Linked DNA regions of Callithrix jacchus: region 2 is linked to region 1. The links are chromatin contacts, called in public Hi-C maps. All regions are on one chromosome and are shown on one strand. The core of a region is the stretch at or near the end of the contact, and the rest is flanking DNA. Distances in the headings are between cores, read along the strand shown.

Evidence for each region. A called contact is a pair of places that touch in the nucleus more often than the background predicts.
Region 2: a contact with region 1 is called in a Hi-C map of skeletal muscle, with 2.6 times the contacts expected there. The contact joins the enhancer-like site here to the promoter of OLIG2 in region 1. A contact is called at or near these places in 2 of 3 Hi-C or Micro-C datasets (induced pluripotent stem cells and skeletal muscle).

What each region holds. Positions count from the first base shown.
Region 1 is chr21:39,075,089-39,082,013 of calJac240_pri, reverse strand. It overlaps OLIG2 (oligodendrocyte transcription factor 2), which reads right to left and starts at 2,984. Exons shown (of 2, transcript XM_035283055.3): 1 at 2,660-2,984; 2 at 1-2,085. The coding sequence starts at 2,023. The coding sequence ends at 1,052.
Region 2 is chr21:39,171,623-39,178,547 of calJac240_pri, reverse strand. All of the region lies in intron 1 of LOC118149919 (a long non-coding RNA gene), which reads left to right. Among named protein-coding and RNA genes, the nearest start is that of OLIG1, 50 kb to the right of the region's middle. Within about 2 kb of position 2,812, at least 2 of the 16 cell types and tissues checked have an H3K27ac peak or open chromatin away from gene starts, as enhancers often do.

The sequences.
Region 1 (6,925 bases), core at 1,735-4,234:
ATTCAGGTGGGGCTGGCAGTCACATGAGCAAACAGCTTAGCATCGCGCACTTACCTCAGCACTGATATATTTACACATCCAAGAAAGAAACTTTTAAACAGCCAACAGAACCCGCAAATAACCCAAGCTGTTTTCACAGCAACTGCCTTTTAATTCTGTTAAGTCCTCAGGTATCAAAATAACCAAATCGCTTTGTGCTTAGAGAAGGAAAAATGAGGCGGTGGGGTAGTTTCTATTTTAAAATAACTAAAATGCACCCGCCCCTAAAATCGGCAGTTCGGGGTTATTCCAATCCACAGGTGGCTCTACTCTGAATGTCTGTAAACGTGCTCATCCTGTTGAAGAAAGAACATCCACACATTTATTAGAAAACCGTATTCTCCCAAATCAACGAGAGACAGGAAGGAGCAGCCACAGTTCTTAGAGGGTGTGAGTTGACCCAGATATTGAGATTGGATATGACCGTAAGTGCTTCTGGTACTAAACGCCGGCTTCTAACTAACTTGCAGCCCCTGGCCTTGGGCCAGGGACGACCCTGCTGGGCGCGGCCAGGCGGTTGCTTCTGCGACGGGGCTACCGGGAGTCTCCCACAGGCCAAGAAAGTAGGAAGGGGAGCAAGTTCCCACATGTCCCCCTCCCTTTACGCTCTCCTCCCCCAAGAAGTGAGGCCCGGGCCAAGTCTGGAAATCCGGCCATGCTCTCAGGGAAACCAGTTTTTAGAATCTTTTTCCCGGAGGTCGGGCGGAGTTCGAGTGAGGAATGTACATAGCGGTACCTTTTCATAAAACGGTGTCTACCGGACCAGCGCAGATTAAAGCCAGAGAGGGCTTGATCAGGTCCTGGAGCGAACATCCCCCTCACTCCCCACTGCTCTGTGCATGCCCCCATTGCTTGGGTTCCCAGATGCTGGAGTCCCCACCATCTCCCACCCCCAGTCCACGGCCCTGCGCCCCTCCCCGTGACAGAGCTCCCGAGCCCAGCACCGGCCAGTCCTCGCTTCCCCGCGCCCCCCGGGCTTCCCTCTCGCCAGAACGCGCCGGCGCCGGTCGGCTCACTTGGCATCGGAGGTGAGGCGCGGCAGGCTGCCGGCGCCCATGGCCGACACATGGTGGTGCGGAGGTGGCACCTGGCACATGCTGCAAGGACAAGGCATGCCGCCCCAGTGCTGGAAGCCCCCGCTGCCCCCGCTGCCGCCGCCCCCGCCTCCCAGAGGGGCGGCTGCGGCGGCAGACGGAGACTTGAGCAGGCCGTGCGGTGGACGTATGGAGCCGACCGACGACAGCCCTGAGCCGGGCAGAGAGGCGCTGGACACTGCCGCTGCGGCAGCGGCCGCAGCAGCCGCGGCGGCGGCGGGCGGCAGGATGGGGTGGTGCACCGCGGGGTGATGTGCGGCATGCGCTGCGGCTGCTGGGTGCGCGGTGGCAGCGGGCAGGGGAGCGGAGTGCGCCAGGCCGCCGCAGGCCGACGGGTGGAAGCCAGCGTGATGGCCCCCGTAGATCTCGCTCACCAGTCGCTTCATCTCCTCCAGCGAGTTGGTGAGCATGAGGATGTAGTTGCGCGCCAGCAGCAGCGTGGCGATCTTGGAGAGCTTGCGCACCGAAGGGCCGTGCGCATAAGGCATGACCTCGCGCAGGCCGTCCATGGCGATATTGAGGTCGTGCATGCGCTTGCGCTCGCGGCTGTTGATCTTGAGACGAAGCTGCTGCAGCTCCGGCTCCGTCATTTGCTTCTTGTCCTTCTTGGTGGACGATGCGGCCGCCGACGACGTGGACGACGAGGTGCTGGACGAGGATGACTTGAAGCCACTGCCTCCTAGCTTGTCCCCAGGATGCACGCCTGCGGAGCCCATAGCGCCGCGCAGCTCAGCGCTCAGCTCCGGCGGGCAGTCGCTCGGCGTGGACGAGGACACCGTGCCCCCAGTGAAGGCGCTGCCGCTGCTGCCCTTACTCCGGGCCGGCAGAAAAAGGTCATCGGGCTCTGGCGACGACGGGCGGCTGGACACCAGGCTGGCGTCCGAGTCCATGGCCCCGGGGAAGGATAGTCGTCGCAGCTTTCACGGGGGTTTCCTTCCCTGGGACCCGAAAACTTCAGGAGAGGAGGAGGAGAGAGAGAGACAGAGAGAGAGAGAGAGAGAGAGAGAGAGAGAGAGAGAGAGAGAGAGAGAGAGAGAGAGAGAGAGAGATCAGTGAGTGAGACGGAAAAGCTGCTCCCGCCTGCACCGCAGTACCGCAGCGTGGGGTCCAGACACAGGTGGCGCGTGGCTTCTGGTCCCCCTCGCTACTACCTCTCTAGCCTTCCTTTTAGCGGCACGCGCGTACCTACAATTAAGTTCTCTTCATCTCCCCTGCGCTCTCATGCAACAGGTTATTTCAGGGAGCGTTGGTGACCCTCGCGGTACGGGTGGCATTCTAGAGGCTTCATGCTTTCAGTTAGGAATGGGAAAGCTGAGCCTCCCGGGCCGGAATAAACTAGTGGGAAGTGAGGGCCTTTCTTTGGGGAGGGTGAAGAGCTAAATAGGGAACTAATGATTTGGTTCCTTAAACGGATCCACCTCATCTCCGTCGACACCGCGCAGCAAACACATGCATACGCACAGGCACCCAGCCCCGGCCTGGGGCCCGGATTCCACGCGCTGCGTCCGGAGACCACGGGGGCTCACCAGCTGACTGGGGCTTGGGCAGCAGGAGCTTTGGTCGCCCGGACTTCTCGCTTTTGGCGAGGGGAATGCAGAGGTGAGTGTGGGAAGGACGGAACAGCAAAGTCGTTCTGGAGTACTGTCCCGCAGTGGAGGGACCCAGACTCCCGGCATCGGAGCATTCTGGGTCACAGCCGAGTTGAGGAGCGTCGGTCCCTGGGATTTAGGCTGGGGCTGCTGGGGGCGGGGACACTTACTGTGGATGCGTTTTGAGGAGCTCGCTCCTAAAAGCCTCAGCGGAGAACCTGGCACTAGGCGCTGGTGTCGCGTCGGTCTATAATAAGCATCCGCACCTTTCCAGGCTCTGCCGGTTTTATAGCCCGGTGGCAGCGGCGACGGCGGCAGCGGTGGCCGGGGCGGGGGCGGGGAACAATGTGAGAATCCTGGAGGGGCTGCAGCGCCAATGAGCTGGGCCCGCCGGGGGGCTGGGAAGCTGACGTCATCCGGGCTAATTCCGCTCAATGAAACTTGCCAGGCCCGGCACACGCCTCCTCCCAGCGCACAACCAATGGGTGCCTGTGCCGGGAGATTCTTGGGGAGGGACTGGAGGAGGGACCCAAGGAGGCAGTGAGAGGCTAGGGGGAGGAGAAGGGCGGGCTCCAGGGGGATGGAGAGAGGGCTGAGCAAGCTGGGGACCCAGGGAGAAAGGGAACATAGTGAAATTTCTGTAAAAATACGGCCACAACGGAGTCATGCTGGGGGATGGGATGGGACGGGGACCCTGCAGAGTCTAACAATCTAACCTGATGCCGCACGCAGCCGCAGCTTTTGGGATGCGCGCGGATAACCCTGGCGACCCAGGATCCGGGGCTGGAGTCTCCTCACTAGCTCTTCCTCTCTCTGGTTTCTCACCCCCTGTTTCCATCTCACGGGTTTCATCAACACGCGGGCATTTGGGGCCCCAAATGTGAACCATGTCCAGGCACAAAGTCCTCACTTTCTTAGCGCTCTCCTTGCGCCTATAGGAGGTTGCTGTGGCTGCAGCTCCGCGGGCGGCCGGTAGCGCCCCCAGCTGGGGGCAGGGCCTTGAGGGGCAGAGGGCGGGCAAGCCAGGAGGGGACGGACTCCAGAAAAGTCTTAAAAGAAATCACAACTCTCCTTTAGGTTGAGGATGGTGTGGGTACAGGGACGGGTTATTTCCGTACAGTAACTGCACCAGCACAAGGACAGAGTCGTGACTGTACTTAAACACCCCTCCACTTATTAGCAGGGGAGCCGGATGATAGTAAATTTCAGCATCCTCTTTGTGATCCTCACACGCCTTGGGGCAGGGGCAATGCTGGCATCTGTAGTCCAAGCAGGGACTGCTGTAAAAGCTTAGTAAAGAGCCTTCCGCCCCAGTCACCTGCTTTCTGGAACTGCAAAGAGAAGCCTCAGGCCTGGGCAAGGCTTCTCCATGCTGTGGGCCCGAGAGCGAGATCAAACCCCTCGCGACCGTGTTAGGACACGTTTTCCTGATTGCAGGCTGGCTCTGAAACCTGAAAACTCTTAACGATGAGGAATTAAGCCCCAACTGGAGAAGCACCTCACTGAGGTAACAGGTATGGATGCATTCACCCATTTTACAGATGGAAAAACTCAAGACTGACTGCAGCAAGCCTACAGAAAAAATTGCTAAGCCTTTACAGAGCAGCCCTACAGATGCTGGCGTTGGCAGTTCCTTACAGTACAGGCAGCCAGCCGCCTGTCTCCCCCACCTATAACTTGTTCCCCGAGCTGAATTTCCCACACCCGTACATTTCGAATTCAGAAATTTGTTTCTGCAGATTTCGAATGCTAGCGCTTGACACTGAGAGCTCGCGCATACAGTCACACAGTCTCCTAGGGAGTGTGAGGATCTTCGGGTTGCTTCCGCGCTGGGGAGCTTTTAATGTGCAAGTACGATTTTTAAAACAAGCAAACAAATAAGCATAGTAAATAATTGGTCTTCAAGTAGCAAACTTACAAAATAAACAAATACAGAAAGAAACCCACGTTTTTGCCCCTAGTTCTAGATACGTCTCCCTCTGAGGTCTACGCTAGCAGCCCAGCCGGCTCTTGCCTTCGCCCCAGTCTCGTGCCTTCTGGAGCATTATTTTTCAATCCGCGTGTTTCCCAGCTGGCTCTGCAGCCATCCGTTAAATATGTATTTAAAACATGAAGAACTGAAGCGTGGTGTTATGTCGTCCAACGGTTACAAGGATGACCCATAACCGTTCAATTAGTAGAATCTGTCACACGGACGACGCAGGGAGCGGGGGTGGGGATCAGAAAGGGCTCGGCATTTGAAGATGCCTCCTTCAGGCCTACCCTGCCAACCACAGGGAGGATTTGTGTGGAGGTGAGCGCTGTGGGGCCACCAGCTGGGGCGTGGAGTTGTGCGCCTGCCAGTGTAGCTAATAAACAGCAGCAGGCGCAGCGTGCTCGCGCCTTGGTTGCAGCCGCTGAGGTTAGTCCAGCCGCCGGCACGTGTCCCGGAACGCTGTTTCCTTTTTCGTTGCTGCCCACTGGTGTCTGTCCTGCGTCTGGCCTGCGGCGGTGAGAGCACGCGGTCTGAGGTTCTTTGCACACTCGGTCCAGTGACTGGAGTTGGGAGTCAGGGGTGAAAGTCGAGGGGCCCGTCCTGGCACGGCGCGAGTCTAGGACCTGGAAGGCAGAGTCCGAAGGCAGGAGAGCTGGCTTGCTAGCCAGGTTTCCGCGTGGATGCACGGTCGTAGGACGCTCCAGGCCCTAGCCTGTCCCTCACCACCTGGCCTAGGCGGCCGTGGATGTTCTGGGGCTGTGCAGTGGCACCTCGCTGTCCTCACTCCCCACGCAGGGAGCACAGGCTGCTGCTCTGTGCTGCTGCTAGCCCCTTCTTCAATCGGCGGCCTCGTCCAAACATCCTCCTTTCGCCAGAGTAGCTTGGGAAGTGGGGGAAGTTTGTGTTCCCTTTGGGCTCCCTAAGCCCTGGTGCCAATCGGATGCTCAGTACCTCTCGCTGTATCTTCTGTGCCTCCCCACCCTCTCCCAGGAATAACCAGAAATTACATCCCGCTGCCCGAACTTGCCCGGGTGCGTCCTGGAGGCGTCCCCAGCACTTGTCCGGGTCCTGCGTCTCGAGCCCCGCGGTAGACGTCTTGGACGGGTCCCAGGCACCGCGGTTCCCACCGGCGCGCGAAACTGGGGTCCTTTCCTGGGGAATGGAGTGCTCACTTGTCGAGGCTAATGGGCCCCGGCTGCGGGAGTTCCTGGCTGGCCTCCGCGTACTGGTGCTGTGGGCCTCCTCCGTGTTTTTCCCTCTTCTTTGTGTTTCTCTCCCCACAAAAGACCGGGTGCGTGTCGGAGCCGGCCTTTGTTGGACCTCTGGGCGGCCGGGGCGGGGGGAGCCGGTGCCCAACCGGCCGGCTCTCTCCGGGCTCCGGGACGCAGACCTCCCACTGCTTCCCGGGTCCCTCCCGGGCCTTCTTTCTGGTTCTCTCCCTTCCCTTCTCCGAGTTCCTGCTCACATTCAGGCTGCGTCTCGGCCTGGCTGCCAAACAGAACGACGTTCTAGTGCAGAGCTAACCAGGGGTGGCGGTGGGAGGCAAGGCTCCGGGCACCGGAAAGGAAGGGAAAGAAAAAGGCATTGCAGCCATCGCTCCTGAAGAACAGCGTTTGGCTCCCAAACGTGTGGGACATGACCCCTTAGAAGTCAGAACTCTGCAAGCAAATGGTGTGTCTTTTTCACAACACAGCTCCAAGAGTCGTCCAGGGTCAGCGCGGCTGGTGGGAACCGCGGCTCCCGGGACGGGTCCAGGACAGTTCACGCTGGGTGCAGAGGATGGGTCCTGGCCCTTGGCAGGTGTTTGGTAAATACTTCAGAATGCACAAACGTGCAGATGTGCACGCGGACTTGTGTAAAACATGGTCAGTAAAATGCATGTAAATGCAGGCAAAGGTGTGTTATGTGTTTACTCGCTGTATATGATAAACTATCAGGTTTGTAATCTGGATCTTGGAGTATATGGGCGCCTTTAGAATGACTGGGCTGTCGACTTCCATCTAATGACAACTGTGACCACTTAAAGACAACCGAAATTGTGCCAGGAGTTTCGGGTGTCTTGACAGACATCATTTAATTTAGTCTCACTGGCCATAGGAGAAAGGCATGACTCCAATTTTACAGACGGGGAAACTGACTCTCACAGAGAGCTGCGGCCATTTGCCGAGATTCTGCCGGCAGAGGGCCGAGTCCAGGGAGAGCCTGGCGCAGGCAGGGAGTGTGGCCTC
Region 2 (6,925 bases), core at 1,563-4,062, 97 kb before region 1:
CCAGCCAGACCTGGGACAACTGGGGCATAAAAACGAATGATGATAGGAGCAGAGTGTCACCTGGTAAATACAATGAGAACTTTTGAGTTCCTACTGACATAAACAAACAGATGAATCTATAAGTGGAAAAAGTAAAAGCTTGTTCTTACAGCAGAATTCCAACTAATATGGTGGGGCACAGTGGCTCACAACTGAATCCCAACACTTTGGGAGGCCGAGGTGGGAGGGCAGCTTGAGCCCAGGAGTTTGAGACCAACCTGAGCAACAGAGTGAGATCCCATCTCTACAAAAAAGATGAATAATTCCAACTGATAAATACAGGGAAAGTGAGGAAATTAGAAAATCACTCATTGGCAACCATCATAGTCATCCAACCAAGAGACACTGGTGGATATTAAAAACAGCGAGGGGAGTCTGATGAGAAATGGGATATTTGCATAGTGGGGGAAGTAGAAAAGTTCCCTTTTAAAGTTTCCTTTCCAAATTTAATTTCTTGTTAAAGAATAAGTGTGCTAATAACTTCGAGAAGCCCTATCCTACGTAGCTGTTAGACATGCCAGGCTTACAGGCACGTAGTACATTCTATGTACTTTAACCAAGATATCTGTGCTGGACGTGCTCACAGGCGTGTCCCAGCTCTCCATTGCTTTTACCTGTTTAGAAAAATTTTAAATTTTTAGCCAATCAGGTTTCAGTTTAGATTGTGAGGTCTGCCTCCAGCCAACAGAGATGTGTAAGGAATGGATTTGTGTATATTCTTTTGTTCTTTGCGCTCTCATGATCTCCACCTACCTGCAGACTCTGTGTGTGGTGAAGACTCAGTATGTCACCCAAAGTTGAAGCAAAGGTAATGTGTATATTCTGTGGGGTGCAATGTGTCTTTTTGTTTGTTTTTGTTTTTATTTGAGACAGAGTCTCGCTGTGTCTCCAGGCTGGAGTGCAGTGGTGCAATCTTGGCTCACTGTAACATCTGTCTCCTGGGTTCAAGCGATTCTCCTGCCTCAGCTTCCCGAGTAGCTGGGACTACAGGTGAGAGCCACCATGCCAAACTAATTTTTGTATTTTTAGTAGAGACGGGATTTCACCATGTTGGCCAGGATGGTCTCGATCTCTTGAGCTTGTGATTCACCCACCTTGGCCTCCCAAAGTGCTGGGATTATAGGTGTGAGCCATTGAGCCCAGCCTGCATTGTGTCTCACTAGGCAACAGCAACACTGATTACGAATGATAGCTCCCGTCTCACTCAGGATACTCGACCCACTGCTACTGGGATTCTACATTTGTTTGGAGAGGTGGAGGTGCAGCTAGAAGAAGAGGAAGTGGGAGCATTATAAAGAGCATTTTGAAAGGTTTTTTGAGTGAGAGGAAATGAGACTTGATGGAGCAGGCATGGAAAGTTGTTGCTGATTCCTGAATTGGGTTCAATATATTGACAATGGCATGAAAGGGATTAAGAATCCTGACCCCAAGCAGTCTGCTAGGCTATCCCGTTTTCCAAGGGAGAGGGGTGGGCATTGTAAAACTTTCTTGATTAAACACGTGGATTCAGAATGAATGAATTCATGCATTTGGCTGTAGTGAGATTTAAATGAATGAACACATGGAGACTCGCAGTGCAGTGCTGGGAACAACACATGCTAGACACACAAACACATGGGAAACCCCAGCTAGAGCCGGGCAGATGAGAAGCAACTTTCCAACGGGCCTAAAACCCCTACCCAGCTAAAAACCCAAGAATCTAAAGGTACGGCATTGATCACTTTCTCCACCATCGCTAGTGCTGCGGCCTGTTCTTTTTATTTGCAACGATGCTTTCTCTCTGAGGAATTCCCAAGTTCTTACAAACTTGAAATTACCCAGGGGAAATGAATCCTCACCAGCAAGAAAGCAGAAATGAAGCTCCTCAACCAAAAGAAACTCCCTTCACCTCTCTGTCTCCCTCTGTGCCACCTCCCTCACCTAAAATAACCCAGGTCAACTCTGCCCACCTGCTCTGTCGCCGCCTGTGCCAGCCTCAGTCATCAGCTGACCCAGCATGATTGCTAATGAATCCTGTGCACTTTCACCAGGAGGGTTTCTTTGGAGAAGTCCAGGAAGGTGTTTGAAAAAGGCCAGTGCCTCTTTGTTTTTTAATAACCGTTCTGTGACTTCAACCACTTCGATTCTACATCTATTCTGTTTGCAGAGGACAGGATTCTCCTGTCGCAGTGTCTGATCTTGATGAAGGCTTCTTGACGCTTTGGATCTGCTAAGACCACACACAGAGTATTTGTGGTTATTGGTCTCTTGGGAGAAGATGTTTATTCCCCTGATGATAAAACTCCGACAGAGAGACCTGACTTTGCGGACACCAAGTTCAAGACAGAGGGATGGTCATGAGCCTTGAGCTGGGATTGCAAGAGCTGCTCTTGGCAGTGTGTTCAAAATTCTGTAACTGGAGATGATGCAGATAGATGTCCACTTCCAGGTTGTCAACGGTTGTCCGAGAAGCACCAGTACCCACTGGCCAGTAAGGGGCGCTGTTGATTGAGGGACTGTGACCGGAAGGTTTCAGGGGGAAAAGAAGTGACCCGCAGATGTGGTCTGTGATTCTAGTTCCTTAAAGACTTCCCTCTTTGGGGGACGATCTGATTAGCGCTGGAAGACCCAAACCAGTGGCTTCAACCCCAGCCAGCAGCCCCACTCTGCTTTGTACTCTCGGAACAGAAACTGATCCCCACGGCGGCTTTTCTCCTTTGCCTGTCCGGCCTCTCTCCCTCCCGACAGTGCAGAGGGTCCAGGCCGCCGCAGGAGGCATCACTGTGATTGGTCCAGGCTGCGAACTGCTGCGTGCTCGTTCACTTTCCTTCACTATTGCCTTCGTGTTTATTTATCTCCGAAAACGATCATGGCTGCATCTGATCCTTTCATGCAGCCATTGTCACTACTCTCTCATACTGGAATCTACCAGGCACTTGGTTTGATAGACTACTAAAATAGTTAACGAAAGTCCTCAGATTTTGTGTGTTGCGGGGGGCAGGAGAGAAATAGAAAAAATAGAGAAAGAAAACAATCTGAAGATATTGCATTCCATATTTATCCTGTGTGTCCCGCATGTGATGGGTCCTATATTTGTAATCACATTATATATATATTACATATATCCTTAAAAAAAAAAAAAAAAAAAACTCTCCCAGTCCCCATTTAGCTGAGTTTTAAAGACAGAGTGCTTCTCTGTGCTAGGGCATCAGCTGGGGGACACTGTGCCCAAAGGCCGGAGGCTCTTTCCTGTGTGGAGCTCTTTCCCTGCAAGCAAGGCCTGTGTTCGCGGGAGGGCACTTAGAGACACCCTCAAAGGGCTATAGAAGTGCAAATTATTAATAGACATTATTCCAGTGATGCTCACTTAAACCTCATTGGCAGCGGATGAAGCAGTGGCGGCCCCTGGCCATTCGTTCGGGTTTCTCCTGCTGTTCCCTCTCGACTGAGGACTGCAGCAAACAGGAGATGTTTGAAAACTCAGCATTATCTGCATTTTTCTGGTTTTATGGGTCAAGGGAGGGAACCCTGATTTTAAGGGAAAGGTGTATTTTCTTGAGTTGGCAGTGAACAAGTTAAAGGGATACTGTCCCCCCTTCTTTTTTGAGGTTATATTGAAAGATAAAAGTGTCCCTATTAACATGCAGATCTGAATATCCATTTGCAAAGAACAGAGTTATTTCAGATGCTGTATGGGAATCCTTTTTGTACTTGTATCTTTGGGGGTGGGAAGTCCAGCTGCCTCTTCTAAGATTGCCCATAACTCTTCAGATGTCAACAAATCATTGAAAGGTGTCAGAATGGGGGAAATGAAAGATAATTATTCTGGCTGTGGAGAGCTACTTTGAAAGTGAATAGAATCTGTCAGATCGTCTTTTGAAAACGGCAGTTGGCTGCTTGTCTTGGCCATATTAAATGGATATATCTGGAGCCCAGTGAGGTTGCTTGAGATGGCGGTAATCAGCTTAAGTTGGTTTTGGTAGAGAAAAAAAAAGCACTAGAAACGGGGCAATTACTGAGTTGGCGTAGAACAGACGCCCTGATATGGTGATGCCAGGAATTTCTATTCATTTCTTAAAAAAATGGAATCTTACATTGTTTGTGAATGAATACAGAGCAAAGTCCATAAGGACTTGATAATTTCCAGATGGGGTGGGTGTGGGGTGGCAGGGGAGCCTTCAAGGGGATCCTGTGGGCCTGGGTGAGTGAACGGGCCACACTCGGAAGAGAGGACAATTCCGTTTCTTCGCAGGGACTGAACCAGTAACAGGAGGGCAGAGAGACTTTGACTGAATGAAATGGATGTAGGGTGTTGATGCCAAAATGAAGCCCCATCTGACTTGGTTCATGTCCCCAGGTGGCACAGCAACAAGGAAGCAATTTTGGACAAATGTTCAGCTTCATATAAAAGTAGAGTTGTGGGCCAGGCGTGTGGTGGCTCACACCTGTAATCCCAGCACTTTGGGAGGCCCAGGCAAGTGGATCATGAGGTCAGGAGTTCAAGACCAGCCTGGCCAAGATGGTGAAACCCCATCTCTACTAAAAATGCAAAAATTAGCCGGGCATGGTGGTGCGTACCTGTAGTCCCAGCTACTCAAGAGGCTGAAGCAGAGAATTGCTTGAACTGGGGAGGTGGAGGTTGCAGTGAGCTGAGATTGTGCCACTGTACTCCAGTCTGGGTGACAGAGCAAGACTCCTAAAGAAAAAAGAAAAAGTAGAGTTGTTCCTGCTTCCCCTTATCCAAAGCCAGATTCTGGGGAACTTGAACTTCCCAGTTCATGGAAGAAACATCAGATCCAATACAGGGAGGGTCAGGAGAGGCGTTGCCTGACTTTCCCCAAGCCTCACACCTAGACTTTAGGGGCTCACCCAGAACGCAGCTGTGCATAAGGTCCTAGAAACATGACTCATGGCTTGCACCTCTCCCACGCCAGACCACGCGGACATGCACGATCAAAGAGGTTTTTTTTTTTTTGCAAGCCCTGTAGTTGTTCCGTAGATAATACAGCTAGATTTTCATTGTGTTTCTATGTTAGAAGTAAATCTTTAAAATAGATGACAATTTGTCTATTCTTGTCAAAGCATTTCTTCATTTGCTAACATAATGTGAGCCCTCTGTGGTCTGGGCTGCTGGTTCTGCGGGAACAGGGCAAAGCAGGTTCTTCAGGTCATAGGAGCTTGGGCCAGATGGCTGGGTGGCTTTGCAGTCTGTGGAATGAGTCTCCATGGCTCCTGACCACAGACATGTGCCTGTCACCAAAACAAGGAAGAGTCTGCCTGCCCCACTTCTCTTCTCATATTTGGGGCCAGTCAGGTGGAGAGACACCTTCTTACCACATGTGGCCTGTGTACTCCGATCTGATGGGGTTGCAAGGGCCTGCTGTGCCCAGGATCAGGTTCCAGGTGTCCTCTGCCCTCCAGCCAGCCGCTGACATTTTTATATTTAGAAAGCCTGCCCCAAACAGGCAGCTCTTCCAGCCGGGGGACACTGCTTGCTACCAGGAAGGAGGGCACATTAGGGGTACCTGCTCCTCTGCTGGGTTTCTGCAGAAACATGCCACCCCCATTAGAGTTTTGGCCAGGGACTGTCAACCTGTTGCCATACCAGTGACTGCTATCACAAGAGAAGCACCTTCTCGGAATTCCGGGCCCAGTAAGAGATGCAGCCTGTTTTCCCTGCTTCACCAATAGATCGTTCATTGTCCTGTCCTCCTTTGCTAAAGGTGGGTGGGGCAGCACAAAATTTTTCTGATTCAACATGTGTGGATTCCACATTAATTCTTTTTTTTGAAACAGAGTCTCACTCTGTTGCCCAGGCTGGAGTGCAGTGGTGCGATTTCAGCTTACTACTACCTCTGCCTCCTGGGTTCAGGCAATTCTCCTGCCTCAGCCTCCTGAGTAGCTGGGATTAATAGGCCTGCATCACCATGCCCAGCTAATTTTGTAAAACACTTCAGCCTCTCAAAGTGCTGGGATTACAGGCGTGAGCCACCATGCCTGGCATGATTCCACATTAATTCTTATGCACACATTTTTGAGCCCATGGCCATTCCTGACACATTGGCTTTATCCCATTGGATATAAGATGTAATTGGTCGGCTCACTGACCTGTTTATATTTATATATTTGTTTACTCACTGAGAGTCTCCCTCTCAGTCTTCAGAAGAAGATCCAATGAGGACTCAGAGTGCTGGTCCCCAGGCTTGGAAAGGTGAGGCCCCTCTGACAATTTCTGCGCCTTGGCTCTTGTTTTCATCTGTCAACGCTGACACCATTTGGGGTTAGTGGCTTCTTTGATGTGGCTTCTCAGGGTACTGGGCTTTGTACCTAATGCCCAGGGACCCCAGTTCCAGTTGGCCCAGCCTCTGTCAGCGGTTACCTGCTTGCCCTTGGGTGAGTTGTTTACCTTGAATGGCTTCTGGGTCATTTCAAATAGAAAAATCTCCTTCCCGTTTAGGGCATCTAAGGACTTTGTTCATAAGGCAAATCTGACCCCATTTTTCTCATTCTCTGGCAAACTGCCACCCAGTGGTAAGTTTCAGAACCATAAAAATGTGGCCAGAAGCAAGGATGTGGGCCCAGAGTGTCCCTGGGGCCACCACATTCAAGGTGCAGGAGAGTTTCTACCTGGTTCTGATACCCCAGAGGAGGACAGAGTCCGAAGGCAGCTTATCCTTTTGGGTCATACATCTCTGCTCAGAGACACAGCCCTTACTGTTGCACACAGGCTGGGGAGGGGCAAGAGGCTCTGTCCATGGGGTACTAACTCTGCGTGCGGCTGGACATTCAGCACGAGGCACAAAGTCTGTGTTTATAATCCTCTCTGCTGTAATGACCGGGCATTCCTTCAACAGCGAGAATTTGTGTGGGACACTTTTACTTCCTGCCAGGCCCATCTTATAAGTTA